Linked DNA regions of Mus musculus: region 2 is linked to region 1. The links are chromatin contacts, called in public Hi-C maps. All regions are on one chromosome and are shown on one strand. Each heading gives the region's core, a stretch centred on a gene start, on an enhancer-like site or on the middle of the called end of the contact. The rest is flanking DNA. Distances are from core to core; before and after follow the strand shown. Region 1 has its middle 6.2 kb from the start of Gm40376. Region 2 overlaps Gm33484 (a long non-coding RNA gene).

Region 1 (6,970 bases), core at 3,073-5,572:
TCAATTCTCGATCTTACAGCACAAGCCATTGCTGTTCTGTTCAGGAATTTTTCCCCTGTGCCCATATCTTCAAGGGTTTTCCCCACTTTTTCCTCTATAAGTTTCAGTGTCTCTGGTTTTATGTGAAGTTCCTTGATCCACTTAGATTTGACTTTAGTACAAGGAGATAAGTATGGATCGATTCGCATTCTTCTACATGATAACAACCAGTTGTGCCAGCACCAATTGTTGAAAATGCTGTCTTTCTTCCACTGGATGGTTTTAGCTCCCTTGTCAAAGATCAAGTGACCATAGGTGTGTGGGTTCATTTCTGGGTCTTCAATTCTATTCCATTGGTCTACTTGTCTGTCTCTATACCAGTACCATGCAGTTTTTATCACAATTGCTCTGTAGTAAAGCTTTAGGTCAGGCATGGTGATTCCACCAGAGGTTCTTTTATCCTTGAGAAGACTTTTTGCTATCCTAGGTTTTTTGTTATTCCAGATGAATTTGCAAATTGCTCCTTCTAATTCGTTGAAGAATTGAGTTGGAATTTTGATGGGGATTGCATTGAATCTGTAGATTGCTTTTGGCAAGATAGCCATTTTTACAATGTTGATCCTGCCAATCCATGAGCATGGGAGATCTTTCCATCTTCTGAGATCTTCTTTAATTTCTTTCTTCAGAGATTTGAAGTTTTTATCATACAGATCTTTCACCTCCTTAGTTAGAGTCACTCCAAGATATTTTATATTATTTGTGACTATTGAGAAGGGTGTTGTTTCCCTAGTTTCTTTCTCAGCCTGTTTATTCTTTGTATAGAGAAAGGCCATTGACTTGTTTGAGTTTATTTTATATCCAGCTACTTCACCGAAGCTGTTTATCAGGTTTAGGAGTTCTCTGGTAGAATTTTTAGGGGCACTTATATATACTATCATATCATCTGCAAAAAGTGATGTTTTGACTTCCTCTTTTCCAATTTGTATCCCCTTGATCTCCTTTTGTTGTCGAATTGCTCTGGCTAATACTTCAAGTACTATGTTGAAAAGGTAGGGAGAAAGTGGGCAGCCTTGTCTAGTCCCTGATTTTAGTGGGATTGCTTCCAGCTTCTCTCCATTTACTTTGATGTTGGCTACTGGTTTGCTGTAGATTGCTTTTTATCATGTTTAGGTATGGGCCTTGAATTCCTGATCTTTCCAAAACTTTTATCATGAATGGGTGTTGAATCTTGTCAAATGCTTCTTCTGCATCTAACGAGATGATCATGTGGTTTTTGTCTTTGAGTTTGTTTATATAATGGATTACATTGATGGATTTTCGTATATTAAACCATCCCTGCATTCCTGGAATAAAACCTACTTGGTCAGGATGGATGATTGCTTTAATGTGTTCTTGGATTCGGTTAGCAAGAATTTTATTGAGGATTTTTGCATCGATATTCATAAGAGAAATTGGTCTGAAGTTCTCTATTTTTGTTGGGTCTTTCTGTGGTTTAGGTATCAGAGTAATAGTGGCTTCATAAAATGAGTTGGGTAGAGTACCTTCTACTTCTATTTTGTGAAATAGTTTGTGCAGAACTGGAATTAGATCTTCTTTGAAGGTCTGATAGAACTCTGCACTAAACCCGTCTGGTCCTGGGCTTTTTTTGGCTGGGAGACTATTAATAACTGCTTCTATTTCTTTAGGTGATATGGGACTGTTTAGATGGTCAACTTGATCCTGATTCAACTTTGGTACCTGGTATCTGTCCAGAAATTTGTCCATTTCCTCCAGGTTTTCCAGTTTTGTTGAGTATAACCTTTTGTAGAAGGATCTGATGGTGTTTTGGATTTCTTCAGGATCTGTTGTTATGTCTCCCTTTTCATTTCTGATTTTGTTAATTAGGATTTTGTCCCTGTGCCCTTTAGTGAGTCTAGCTAAAGGTTTATCTATCTTGTTGATTTTCTCAAAGAACCAACTCCTCGTTTGGTTAATTCTTTGAATAGTTCTTCTTGTTTCCACTTGGTTGATTCCACCCCTGGGTTTGATTGTCCCTATTTTATGAGCGGTTGTTTCTAGATCATATTCTTTCTCTGTCTTGTTCTCTGCACACATTGTACCATCCCTGACACATGGGGTTCTGTGGACTATGGCTTGGTCCTACTTGAATCACCTGGACATCTGATGAATATATTTGTTAGTTTCTCTTTTTTCAAAACAAGGACTTCCGATACAGCCCTGGCTAGCTTGGAGCTTGTTATGTAGCCAAGACTGGCCTGGAACTCAGAGAGACCTGCATGCCTCTGCCTTCCCACCATGCCTGGCACATTACTTGCTCTTCTACCTAGGACTGTGACAGCTCTTCCAGCAGCGGGGCCAAGACTCCCACCAGGCAATCTTAAGGAGATACTGTTGTTAAGAAATTTAATATTTTTTTATAAGTAGAGGCTCAATCACATTTTGCTACATTTACATTTTTTTTGGTACAAAAATAATGATATTCAAAAGTTCTGCTGCAAACAGACACCGTGTAGCAGGTTTACTGCGCTGTAGCAAGCAGCTTTCAAATGCAGGTTGTTTTTCTCTCACTGCTAGCAAGGTCTTCCAGGACCTGCCAACCTCATCTCAAATGTGTACAAACGCAGACTTCCCTGCTGCAGACACGCATGCACCACAGATGGTAAATAGTTTTTTTCCTTTAAAAATGTGGGTTTATTTCCTGGGCCATTAAAATGCAAATGCTGAGAAGTGAACATGCCTCCCCCAATTTCTGCAGCTTTGCCAGAGCCACTGTTCCCAAACCAATCCTAAACACAAATGTCCTCTGGGTGGTGGTGGTGGTGGTGGTAAAGGCATTCCCAGAACAAAAGGTTGTCCATGGTACTATTACCATAAAGAGAGAGAGAGAGTGAGAGAGTGAGAGAGAGAAAGAGGTAGTCGTGACCCTTCTGAACTTTAAAATGTAGATACATCAACAATCATAAATGTTTTAATCAATATGTCACTTTATACTAAATTGGAAAAGAATTACATAATAGGTTGAAGGGGTAGCTGCACAGCGGGCTGATGCACAGCGGAGCTTTAAGAGAGCAATGCTAGCTAAGTCCCTCAGTTGGAAGAGCCAGGAAATCAGCTTGGGGAAAACAGCTTTGTCTGCCCATCCACAACTTTAATCCTCAGATCCTCCTTCAAAGGTCTGGGATAGTCATCCACAGCTAGGAGACCTAGGTGATCTGATTTTTTTTTTTTCGAGGAGAAGAACGTTCCAAGTAGGCAGGGGTGGTGACTCCCATAGCGTGACCCACAGGTGAACCCTGAAGAAGTCCCTGAACTCAGCACACCATGGCCATGCTCCAGTCACGGGCACTGGGAAGTCTCTCTGTCTTCAACACTGACAGTGCACACAGGCAAAGCTAGGGAGGTTTGAGAGTGGGGCCTAACCTCTCAGTGTCAGGGCAGGGAGGATGGAGTGGACAAATGGTTCTACTTGTCACACAAGGGATTCATCATGAAGAAGAGATCCAGGGAAGTAAAGGCAGACAAGCTGGGAGGACGGGACCCGGTAGGACTTTGAAGATGAGGGAACCTTCCAAAGTTTCAAGCTGGTTGAGGCTTGAACCAAAAACAGCTGGGCGCCTGATCCAGGCTTTCCCTCATCTGTGGCTTGAGTCTTTTGGTGTCATAGCCATGAAATCATTATTATAGATAATTCATGCAGGTTTTTTTTTCTTCTATGTCTCTCCAGGCATTGTACATTTAAGCCTTCAGTCCGTTTTGAGTGTAATGTATGGTTTAAGAATCTAATTTAAGTATCTTGTTATGTAGTTTTCTTAATATCCTGAGTATTTATACAAAAGAATTGCAATAAGGCTCTCAAAGAGGGCTCTGCACTACTGTGTTGCTTGAAGGGAGACTATAAGACATTATAGGTAAGAGTAGGGAGAAGGCTTCCCTCCCAGGCCTTGTGTTTTGCAGAGGACCTTCCTAAACACTCTTCCAAATTGTCAGCACATATAAGAGGAAGAAATAGGAGCCCAGACCCAAACTTTTAGATAGCCTTGAAGGAAAGGCACAAACTAAGTCAACACCCATATTCTTCTCTCTTGGTCTTTCCTTCAGAAAGAACAAAATGGATAAAAACTCCATTTCACTGACCACAATCTGACAGAATTGAAGTCACAGAAAATAGAACAGGCAATTGATAACATCAACTGTTGTGGGGGAGGAAGGGAGGGGCTGCAAAGGAGCAGAGGGAGGACACAGAAGGTGGAAGGAAATAGTTCTTGTCCTGCCCTTCCTAGGCTGCATTTCAACAAGCGCTACCCCAAGCTGGCAGCAGGCCCACCTTGACTTAGCCAGTCAGCACGGCTGAAGCAGAGCAGGCTGCCAGAACTGTTTGTTGCTAAGAGAAATAAAACCCTGGCAGAGGCAGCCTGGAGTGAGCCAGTAAATCAGATGATTCTCCTGATTTCCACAATTGTGTGAAAGTCACATGGCAAAAAAAGCCAACACATCATCTTAAATGAGTCTCTCAGCACCCCGAAGTCAGCCAGATGACATCTTTAATAAAACATGACATTTATTCAAATTTCCGTTTGAAAATTTCTGCCTCTTAAGGAGAAATGAGCATTGCATTCAAAGGGTGTTTGGCTTGCTTAGGAAAATATGTTCTTCAGTTTATATGCTAAGTACAGAGTATAGCAAGCCTATTATAGGCATGGAACAGATAAGCATTCCATAGGTGAGGTGTGGCCATGGGGTATACAATCCTTTGACTATAGAGATAGCTGCCCTGTTGAGAGAACGTAGGCTCATATTTCATAACAAACCAACAGCACAGCCAATGAGAGGCCCATAATTAAAATCATAAGTAATGGTGACCTTGAATGTGGTAGGAAAGCAAGAGCTGGGTCACCACTGGCCATTTCTTGGAAGTCGGCTTTGGCAAATATGACCAAAGAAGTGCCTTGATCCCCCTTCACCATAGAAATACAAAGGGAAAGGTGATTTAATCTTAAAAGTGGTATCTCAGAGGCTAGCATAATAAACAGTAGCAGCAGCATTTTTAAGAACTTTACTAATGAGGAAGAAACACTGACATCTTAAGATCCAGAGAGACAGGACTTAGATAAAATTAAAGTGCCTTGGCAGTCTGGTCATGTCCTAAGACAGGTCCTAGCTCCCTCAGATATAACTGACTTTTTTGTGTATGCAATCGGTTCTTACTACATAAGCGGATAACCATATTTCATGTTGTTCCAAAGGTCAGAGTAGAACCCAATGTTTCAAAAAACAAACAAACAAACAAACAAAAAAACCCCAAAAACCCAACCAAACAAAACAAACAGGACAAACAGTGACAATGCAGTGGGTGGCTTTGAATGCAGAGTGATGTGACTCTGAAGCTTTTGGGTGTCTGTGTGCAGTGCTCGTCTAGGGTCATGTGATTCCTTAGCAAGGATTTCTTCCCCTCAGAAGTAGCATCTTCCCTCCCAGTCACTGACCATCAATGTGAGGCACAACCACTACAAGGTCTAAACACCACAGCTGGTCCTGTCACAGTGACTTTTCATGGAATCTGGCCACTTAGATGTGCTAGCACTTGCCTATCCCTATCCCTGTGGCTGACTGGAGCTCCTGCCCTTACGGCTCATAGGAAAAACATCTCCCTCATCTCCCTCCCTCTCCAAGAGTAGGAGTCAATGTTTCAATAAAAACACATAAGAGAATGGTCCAGCTGCCTGGTGATGCAGTAGGTGGTGTTGAATGTAGAGTGTCCCTGCTCCTTGGAGCTCTTAGGTATCTGTGTACAACAATGAACTCTGCCATGTGTTTGCACTCCCCAGCTCATGGCCAGATGAGAGGACAATCTTCTTGCCTGTGGCCATGTCAGTTTTATCCCAGAATGAAATCCCCGACACTGTCTCTCTGTTCGTCAGCTCAGCTCCCACGACAGTTTATCAGAGAAAAAAAAAAGGAAAGAAAGAAAAGAAAGAAACGTGTGAGTGGAACCACGGCAGGGAAGCAAGAGCCTGAGATCTGGAGAAAACCAAGGCTCTCCGCTAAGCTTGAGCCAGCTCCGATAGAGAACGAAGAGCTACCATCAGAGTTGGAGACACTGATTTGACCTAATGGCAGGGTGGCAGCTGCAGAAAGATTCTCATAGTGTATCTTTCCTAGGAAATCAGCTTTTCATACTTTCTGTTTATATCTGCAGTAGGTGTAAAAAAAAAAAAAACATTCTAGAAGGGTTCGTTCTAAGTCACTATTAGTTTGCTGTCTGGTTGCTCTTGGAAACAGACCAGATTGGAGAGGAGGTCAAATGAGACCAAGCATACCTTGTTGGCTTCAATGGTAAAAGAAAATAATGTTTATATATTGCATAGATAAGAAAAAAAAAACCAATTTAAATAACGTATGCATGTGTGTGGGAGCAAACATACCACACACACACACACACACACACACACACACACACACACACACACTTAAAGTTAAGAGTTGTTTATTTTTTTTTTCCCTCCTCTGGAGAGAAAAATTCCATTTCTAGAGGGAGGACTAGGAAGGACTTTTATTACAAGTCCTTCTGTAAGTGAATTTTGTATTATGTGCAGTTACTATAGAAAACAAAACAACATAATTCCAAATAAATCATTAATAAATTTAACTTTAAACCTTAGCAATGAGACTGGGAATGAACTAAAATTTTGTTGCAAAGGTTGGCTACATAATTTAGGACAGCAGTCTGAGCTCTCAGAAGGGGACTGAGGAAGGGGCAGGGGTGGGGGGAGAGGAGAGCTACTGCCTGTCCTTTGAGATAAGACAGGCCAGGGCCAACTAGGATCTAAAAGTCCAAGACCAGAGACAGAATCTTTGAAGCTGATGCCAGAAAGCAAATGGTACCTACACCAAGCTCGAAGTGCCTTAGGTTGAGAAACAGAGTTTAATGTAAGATAAAGCCTGGTAGGGTTGAACCAGAGAAGCCACCCCACCCTGTCAACTTAAGAAAGAA
Region 2 (6,970 bases), core at 1,430-3,929, 180 kb before region 1:
CTCCACTGAGAAAGATCCGGCTGTGGGTGGGCCTGTACAGCGTTTTCTTAGTTAATGACTAATGGGGAGGGTCCAGCCCACTGTGGGCTGTTTCACCCCTGGGCTGTGGCTGTGGGTGCTATAAGAGGGAGCCATGAGAAGCCAACCAGTAAACACCACTCCTCCAGAGCCTCTGCAGAGCTCCTGGCTCCAGGTTCCCACCCACCCTACATTCCTGCCCTGACTTCCTTCTATGCTAAACAGTGATGTGGAATTGTAAGAAAAATAAACTCTGCTGGTCATGGTGTTTCACATTAGTAATAGAAATCCTAAGACACCTTTACTTATATTCCTATATATTCATTTAAAATAACAAACACAGCAGGTGATAGCCAACTAGCTGAAACATTCAATATTACTATATCACTGTATGCTACACACACACACACATCTGACATTTTGTGCTTTCCATAGTGGCACAAAATTATGAACATTGTTGCTTTCTTATTATTCTTACAAAGAAACATCTCAGGCCTTAAATTCCAGTGTGACATGCATGGCTTTCTCACTTATCATGGCTGCTGTATGGAGCCATAATCAAACCAGCCTGATATGTCAACATTTGGTCCACAATGCTGTGTCCCTAAGGCATCCATCTGGTCCCAGGGATGGTGGGCTGATGATGGGTGGTGCATTTTGCTATATGGTGCCAGCTTCTTGTGTTCAAATGTGACAATTCACATTCATAACTGCCAACAGCATTTAGGAAACTATTTCCTTCTTCCACACTCCAAGAAATAAGTAAGTGGCTTTCTGGGTTTTGTCAACTATATAGGCAAAAGCAATCCTCTGAAACTGTGTACCGGGAATTTCGGTATCTTTGCTTATTCTAGTGTGCTATCTCAACCTTGTTAATATCTGCAAGGGTTTTTTTTTTTTTTTTTTTTGGATATTGATCTTAACCATACATTGAATTTTTTTTTTACTCTAGTATTTGTCCACTGATTTTGTTTAGGTTCTTGTTTGCCTCTGGCCCAGCTCCCATTTTCCATGTCTCTCCCCTAATCTCATCTCCTCTCTTTTTCTTTCCTTTCCACCTGCTTCAGTGTGGCCACTTTTCTTCCCCTTTGTTTTGTTCAGTCAGCTCTCGCTTCTCTCTGTCCTTACCTCCTCTTGTCTCTAGCTCCCTGTGTTGATTTTAAGTGCAGAGAGCCTGGCTTGTGTCATCTATACAGCTGTGAAAGACTAAAGGTGACTGGAGCAGACACAAAGAGGCACCAAATTCTCAATTCTCAGAACTGGGTTGAGACTTTGAGAAGGTTTCCTTTTTCATGGAGAACCACCCCTAGGCCTCCTGGAGAGCCTAATCCCATAGGTCTGGTGTAGGATGCAGATGGTGTGTGTGTGTGTGTGTGTGTGTGTGTGTGTGTGTGTGTGTGTGTGTGTGCAGGACATTCCAGTACAGTACACAGTTAAGACCAACAACCTGTAAATGAGGATTGGAATGGGGGAACTGGGCTGTTGATCCCCAGTGTCCGTACCTTGCTTAGAAGACTGAAATCCAGGTTGTTGAAGTCCCAGGTGACTTGCTCCAACAGCTGTACAGCTCAGCTCAGTGCAGGACAGTCTGAGTCTGCAGGTCCATCTGGGCAGGACCTGTTCAAAAGGCAGCACAGCTGAAGTACTCCAGGTGGCCAGAAGGTGGCAGTGTAGTCGTGTGATACTCAGGCGACCTGCTGGCCCGGAGGATGCTAAAGCCAGACTGGCAAACCGTGAGGTGGGAGGGATTCTCTGGCCCTCTGACGACCAAGTTCACCCAGCATCTATTGAAGTGAGCTATCTCATGTCAAATACTCTCATTTAATCTTCATGGAAGCCCCAAATAAGGCACATTATTTCTCATCTACCAAACGGGGAAGGTAATTTCTTTGTATTCAGCTACAGTTACTGTATGTACTGCTTCCTCCAGTGTCAGCATATTAACACAAGAGACACTCCATTCATTAGTTCATTCATGCTGATCATTCCTTCCCTGCCCTTCTGTCCTCTACCCCTTCCAGGGACAGCAACGATAACTGCGTTAACCAAGGAAACGCAACGTCCATAGTTGTTCGCACTTTAACAGGTCACTGAGGAAGCAAATAACGGTTGGATCATGATGACATAAAAGCCCTGAGGTGGCCTCTGACACACAGCTAGGACAAAGGTCACACTGAATATCTGTGGACCCAGTGCGGGACCTTACTTGGCTAATGTGACATTACTGGATGATCCCTCACAGCAGTTTTCCAGGGGACATGGCTCTACAGATTCTCACCGTCTCTATGGCTCCTTTTCCTTGCATCTATCTTCATGCTTCCCTTGGCCATCAAAGGGCTGTGCCAGGCTGGTGGCCACTGAGAGAGGAGGGCTTCCCAACTCATCTCCTTCCTCTAGCTCTGCCTCTCTCCTGGTGTCAGCATCATCATCACACAGGCCACAGTAGCCCAGGCTCTCACACCTACCTGTGCTAAGTCCATCCATCTGTCTATCCATCCACCTGTCTGTCCATTTGTCCATCCACCTGTTCATGTGTCCATTCTTTATCCACGCATCCATCGGCCCTCCATCCATCCACTCAGATGCTTCCAGCATCCAGCCAAGGCCTGAGTTTGCCAAGGCTAAATTTAACCCGCAGCTGCCTCATCAGATGCTGGATATTTTCAGTGAGGAGTCTCGGGCCGCTGAGCTGGAAGCCTCTGAGGGCTGCTGGCCAGAGCTTACACCCGTGCTTTGGGTTGAGCTCAGCATCCAGGCTGTTTCGAGAACTTGTCTCTTCCACTCTCTTCCTTTTAATTTTTAAAGAGATATTGTAATGCTATCATTTCCTCCTTTCCTTTCCTCCCTCTAAACCTTCTCATGAACCTCTCCCAAAGATGGAACGAGCAACAGCCGAGAGCCAAAGAGTCAAGTGACTTAGAGAAGCGGATTCTACCCCACCCCCACAGCACTGATGGTACCGGCACCCCTCACAGCCCGCAGAGCTAGACTTCAGGCGAGTCTCTGGTGGTTGTGATGCCTGAGGGACTAAGCTTTGTAAACCTGTCTTCTGCTATCCCATTGCTGGGACTAAACACCAAGTACTAACTAGGTTTAGGTATTTTATAGAGAGCCTTTTATTTAAGACATCAAAGATTGGACTCATCCCTCAGTCCCCTCACATCCACCCTGATGGAAACTGAGGCAAGATGAGAGCAAGTGACAGAAGGACAGCTCTACACTGTCACCTGCACACTGTCACCTGCACCCTGTCACCTCCACCCTGTCACCTCCACCCTGTCACCTGCATAGTCACCTGCACACTGTCACCTCCATACTGTCACCTGCACCCTGTCACTTGCACCCTGTCACCTACACCTTGTCACCTGCACACTGTCACCTGCACCCTGTCACCTGCACCCTGTCACTTGTACCCTGTCACCTGCACTCTGACACCTGTACTCTGTTACCTGCACACCGTCACTTGCACACTGTCACCTGCACACTGTCACCTGTACCCTGCCATCTCCACACTGTCACCTGCACCCTGTAACCTCCACACTGTCACCTGCAGCAGCCTGAGTTCTCTTTATAGACCACCACGGGGGGGGGGGGGGGAAACCCTGATCCTGGGCTGCCACCTGGGCAGGAATTTCAGGATGAGCCAATAGGAGACAGAGTTGGAATTTACTAAAAGCAAAAAGGAGGGCAGCTGGGGAGGAAACACAGGTGTGGGCTGCTCACAAAGGAGTCGGGTTTCAAGAGTCCTCCTGGTGACTATGTCTGGGTTCTGGAAGCGTCTGGGGTTCGCTGCTCAGCAGGTTCCTAAGGGACACTCCCCTCCCCTACCTCTCCACTCTTGAGATTAGAAGTTGGCACTGAAGGTGCCTTTGGTGGGATTGCAATCCAGTAAGGCGCCAGGAGGAGCCCCGTAGATTGCACAAAGGGTTTGTTTAGGACCCATCTTTTCCTGTTAAGTGTGGTTTCTGGTGAGAGCCTAGGAAACCACAGGTTTGCAGGTGAGGTTTGCAAGGCCTTAAATGGATGTCATTGGCTGTGTTGTCATCCTCGACTCTCAGCTGGTGAGAGGCTTCACCCAGCTTCTGAGCTGAAGGGCACCTTTCATGTCCACGTTCCTTAAGCTTCTGTCCTCCCTCAACAACACAGAAGTCTACCACTTCAGTGGCCAGAGATCCCACCGCTGTATAGAAAATAGGGCAGGAGGCGGGACTCATATGCAAGGTCTGTTGCATCATGGGGATAATGACATTAAACTAGTACTGTCCGTGTCTTCCAAAGTATAATTTGCTAATGTAGCAGATGGCTCCATCACAAGCTGTAATTTGTCCCCAAAGACTCCCAATGCATGTGGCTTCCTAGAGTCAGTAATTAGCCTTGGCAATTAAAGATTAAAATCAGCATAATGTTGTTTAACTATGCCCCCTAAGCAAGCCATAGCATTTGAAGAATTTCTAGGTATGGCAATATACATTTGAAAAACTGTTAACTAGATAGACTGATAATTTGAAAGTCAACTCAAGACCCACTCTGCAGATCTGTGTTTGTATACTCGCATTACTATCTCAGCTATTTTTTGCATGTATATGTGTATGATGTGGCTGTGTGTATGTTTCCAAATGTGGGTGTGAGTACATGCGTGCGTGCTGTTGAGTGTGCACTTGTGGGAGGGTGCACGTGGAGGCCAGAGACTGACAGAAGATGTCTTCAGTTGCTCACCACGTTATCTTTTGAGACATGGTCCCTCACTTGAATCCAGAGGTCATCAGTCCAGCTAGTGAAGCCAGCCAGCTTGCTCTGGGGACCTGGTCTTCACTCCATGAGTCATGGCATTACAAGGGTCAGCATGCCTACCTGGGGGATAGGGATGCGCAGGGTCTGAAAGCAGGCCCCTTACTCCCTGGGCCGTCTCTTTAGCCCATGTATCCCAAGTGTTCACCCTTACCTAATTTTATTACATTTTAAGATTTAATCTTATTAAAAATAAGATTTAATTTGTGGGAAGTGGGGACCGCTGGTTGTCTTTGCCACTGTTGGTCCCTGCTACTCCTTATGCTCAACTTTATCGTTGGTTCATATCTGTCACTCTTGTCACTTTGTATACAGAACGCATCTCAATTTTGTCTTTTAATGGATTAATCACACTTATATTCAATGAGTTATTACCTCTTTTTTTTTAAAGATTAATTATTTTATTTATTTATGTCCCAAATGTTGCCTTCCCTCATTGCCCACCTCCCAGAGCTCTTCACCACCCCCCTCCTCTTTGCCTCTGAGACGGTGCTGCCCCCTTCCCCTACCCCGGCAACCCCCTCTCCTACTTCTTCTTTTTTTTTTAACTTTATTTTTGTGTCTGTATATTAATAGAACAAAATAGTGGGCTTCACAATGTCATTTTGATACCTTCATTTCTTCCATTTTTGCTTGTCTTTTGAGACAAGATCTCTTTACATAGTTCTGGCTGTCCTGGCACTCACTTTGTAGACCAGGTTGGCCTTGAACTCAGATCAGCCTACTTCTGCTGCCTAAGTGCTAGGATTAAAGTGTGCACTGCTACCCCTGGTGTGTGTGCGTTTCTATACTTTGTTTGATTTTACTTTGCTTATGCCTCTTATCCTGTGTACTACTTTACATGGCTTGATCAAGTAGCCATTTATTCCCTTTCTTCCATTAATTTCCATGGCTTCAGTAGAGTATAACTGCTATAACATAAACAGCTGCTTAAAGTCTGTATACAGGGCTGGTGAGATGGCTCAGTCAGTAAAAGCGCTGGCCACACGAGCCCGGGAGCGTGGGTTTGATCCCGGGAACTGAAGGAGAGAACCAGCTTTGGAGATGTGCCTTCTGACCACGTGCGTGCCCCGGCACTGCGGTGTCTGAGTAGCCACATCCCCAGGCCCTGCTATGGAGCAGCAGCTTCCTCTGTGTAGCTCTGGCTGCACGTGACATCGCCCCTCCCCCCACCTCCGCCTCCTGAGTGCTGGCATTGCACTGCAGACCTTTATATCCAGCTTTACTTTCAATGTTGACATATTTTCCCAGGGTGTAAACAATATCTCTTCCTTCAGTACTTCAAATATTGCTTCATATTTTTCTTATTTGCATTACCTCCAATAATAACCAAAAAAAAAGGTCAAAATATTTACTATCACACCCTAAATATAAAGCTCTTTTTTTCATCTGTGGCTGATCTTAGGACATTTTATCTTATATATGTATTTCTAGAAGATTGGCTGTGCAATGTTGTCTTAGTCAGGATTTCTATTCCTGCACAAACATCTTGATCAAGAAGCAAGTTGGGGAGGAAAGGGTTTATTCAGCTTAAACTTCCATATCGCTGTTCATCACCAAGGAAGTCAGGACTGGAACTCAAGCAGGTCAGAAAGCAGGAGCTGATGCAGAGGCCATGGAGGGATGTTCTTTACTGGCTTGCTTCCCCTGGCTTGCTCAGCCTGCTCTCTTATAGAACCAAGACTACCAGCCCAGAGATGGTCCCACCCACAAGGGGCCTTTCCCCCTTGATCACTAATTGAGAAAATGCCTTACAGTTGAATCTCATGGAGGCATTTCCTCAACTGAAGCTCCTTTCTCTGTGATAACTCCAGCTGTGTCAAGATGACACAAAACTAGCCAGTACAAAGGTCTTGGTATAACTTTTCCATGTCTCTTGTGCTAGAGGAACGGCTCATTCTTTTAGCTACATTGTTTATATAATTTCAGGTCCTTGTCCCTGCCTTTTGGAAACTCTAATTCCACCAGGGCCCATCTGCTTTCCCACAGTTTAGCTGCTCTATTACTTAGCCACTTTGTGTGAGCCGGTGTTTCTCTATGCAGGCTCCTGTGGAACTCTTCTGTAGTGCAGTCTTGTCTAACTGTGTTTTTCCTGCCTCAGCCTCCTAAATACCAGGGTCCTGTAATTTACTTTGCAGTGAGTCTCCCTCCTGTGCCTCTTCCT

The links. A called contact is a pair of places that touch in the nucleus more often than the background predicts.
Region 2: a contact with region 1 is called in a Hi-C map of cortical neurons, with 2.8 times the contacts expected there. The contact joins two enhancer-like sites. A contact is called at or near these places in 1 of 39 promoter capture datasets (neutrophils), 3 of 15 datasets of contacts at CTCF or cohesin (the G1E-ER4 cell line and embryonic stem cells), 33 of 484 Hi-C or Micro-C datasets (B cells, ECoMG-derived neutrophils, the G1E-ER4 cell line and 16 more), 3 of 115 datasets of contacts at active chromatin or transcription factors (astrocytes, bone marrow-derived dendritic cells and embryonic stem cells) and 1 of 9 other capture datasets (embryonic stem cells).

The regions. Positions count from the first base shown.
Region 1 is chr12:32,715,048-32,722,017 of GRCm38.p6, reverse strand. No RefSeq gene overlaps it. Among named protein-coding and RNA genes, the nearest start is that of Gm40376, 6.2 kb to the left of the region's middle. Within about 2 kb of position 4,322, at least 33 of the 459 cell types and tissues checked have an H3K27ac peak or open chromatin away from gene starts, as enhancers often do. A contact at or near this core is called in cerebral cortex and cortical neurons, where this site is marked.
Region 2 is chr12:32,892,385-32,899,354 of GRCm38.p6, reverse strand. The region is part of intron 2 of Gm33484 (a long non-coding RNA gene); the gene reads left to right. Among named protein-coding and RNA genes, the nearest start is that of Gm33484, 13 kb to the left of the region's middle. Within about 2 kb of position 2,679, at least 37 of the 459 cell types and tissues checked have an H3K27ac peak or open chromatin away from gene starts, as enhancers often do. A contact at or near this core is called in cerebral cortex and cortical neurons, where this site is marked.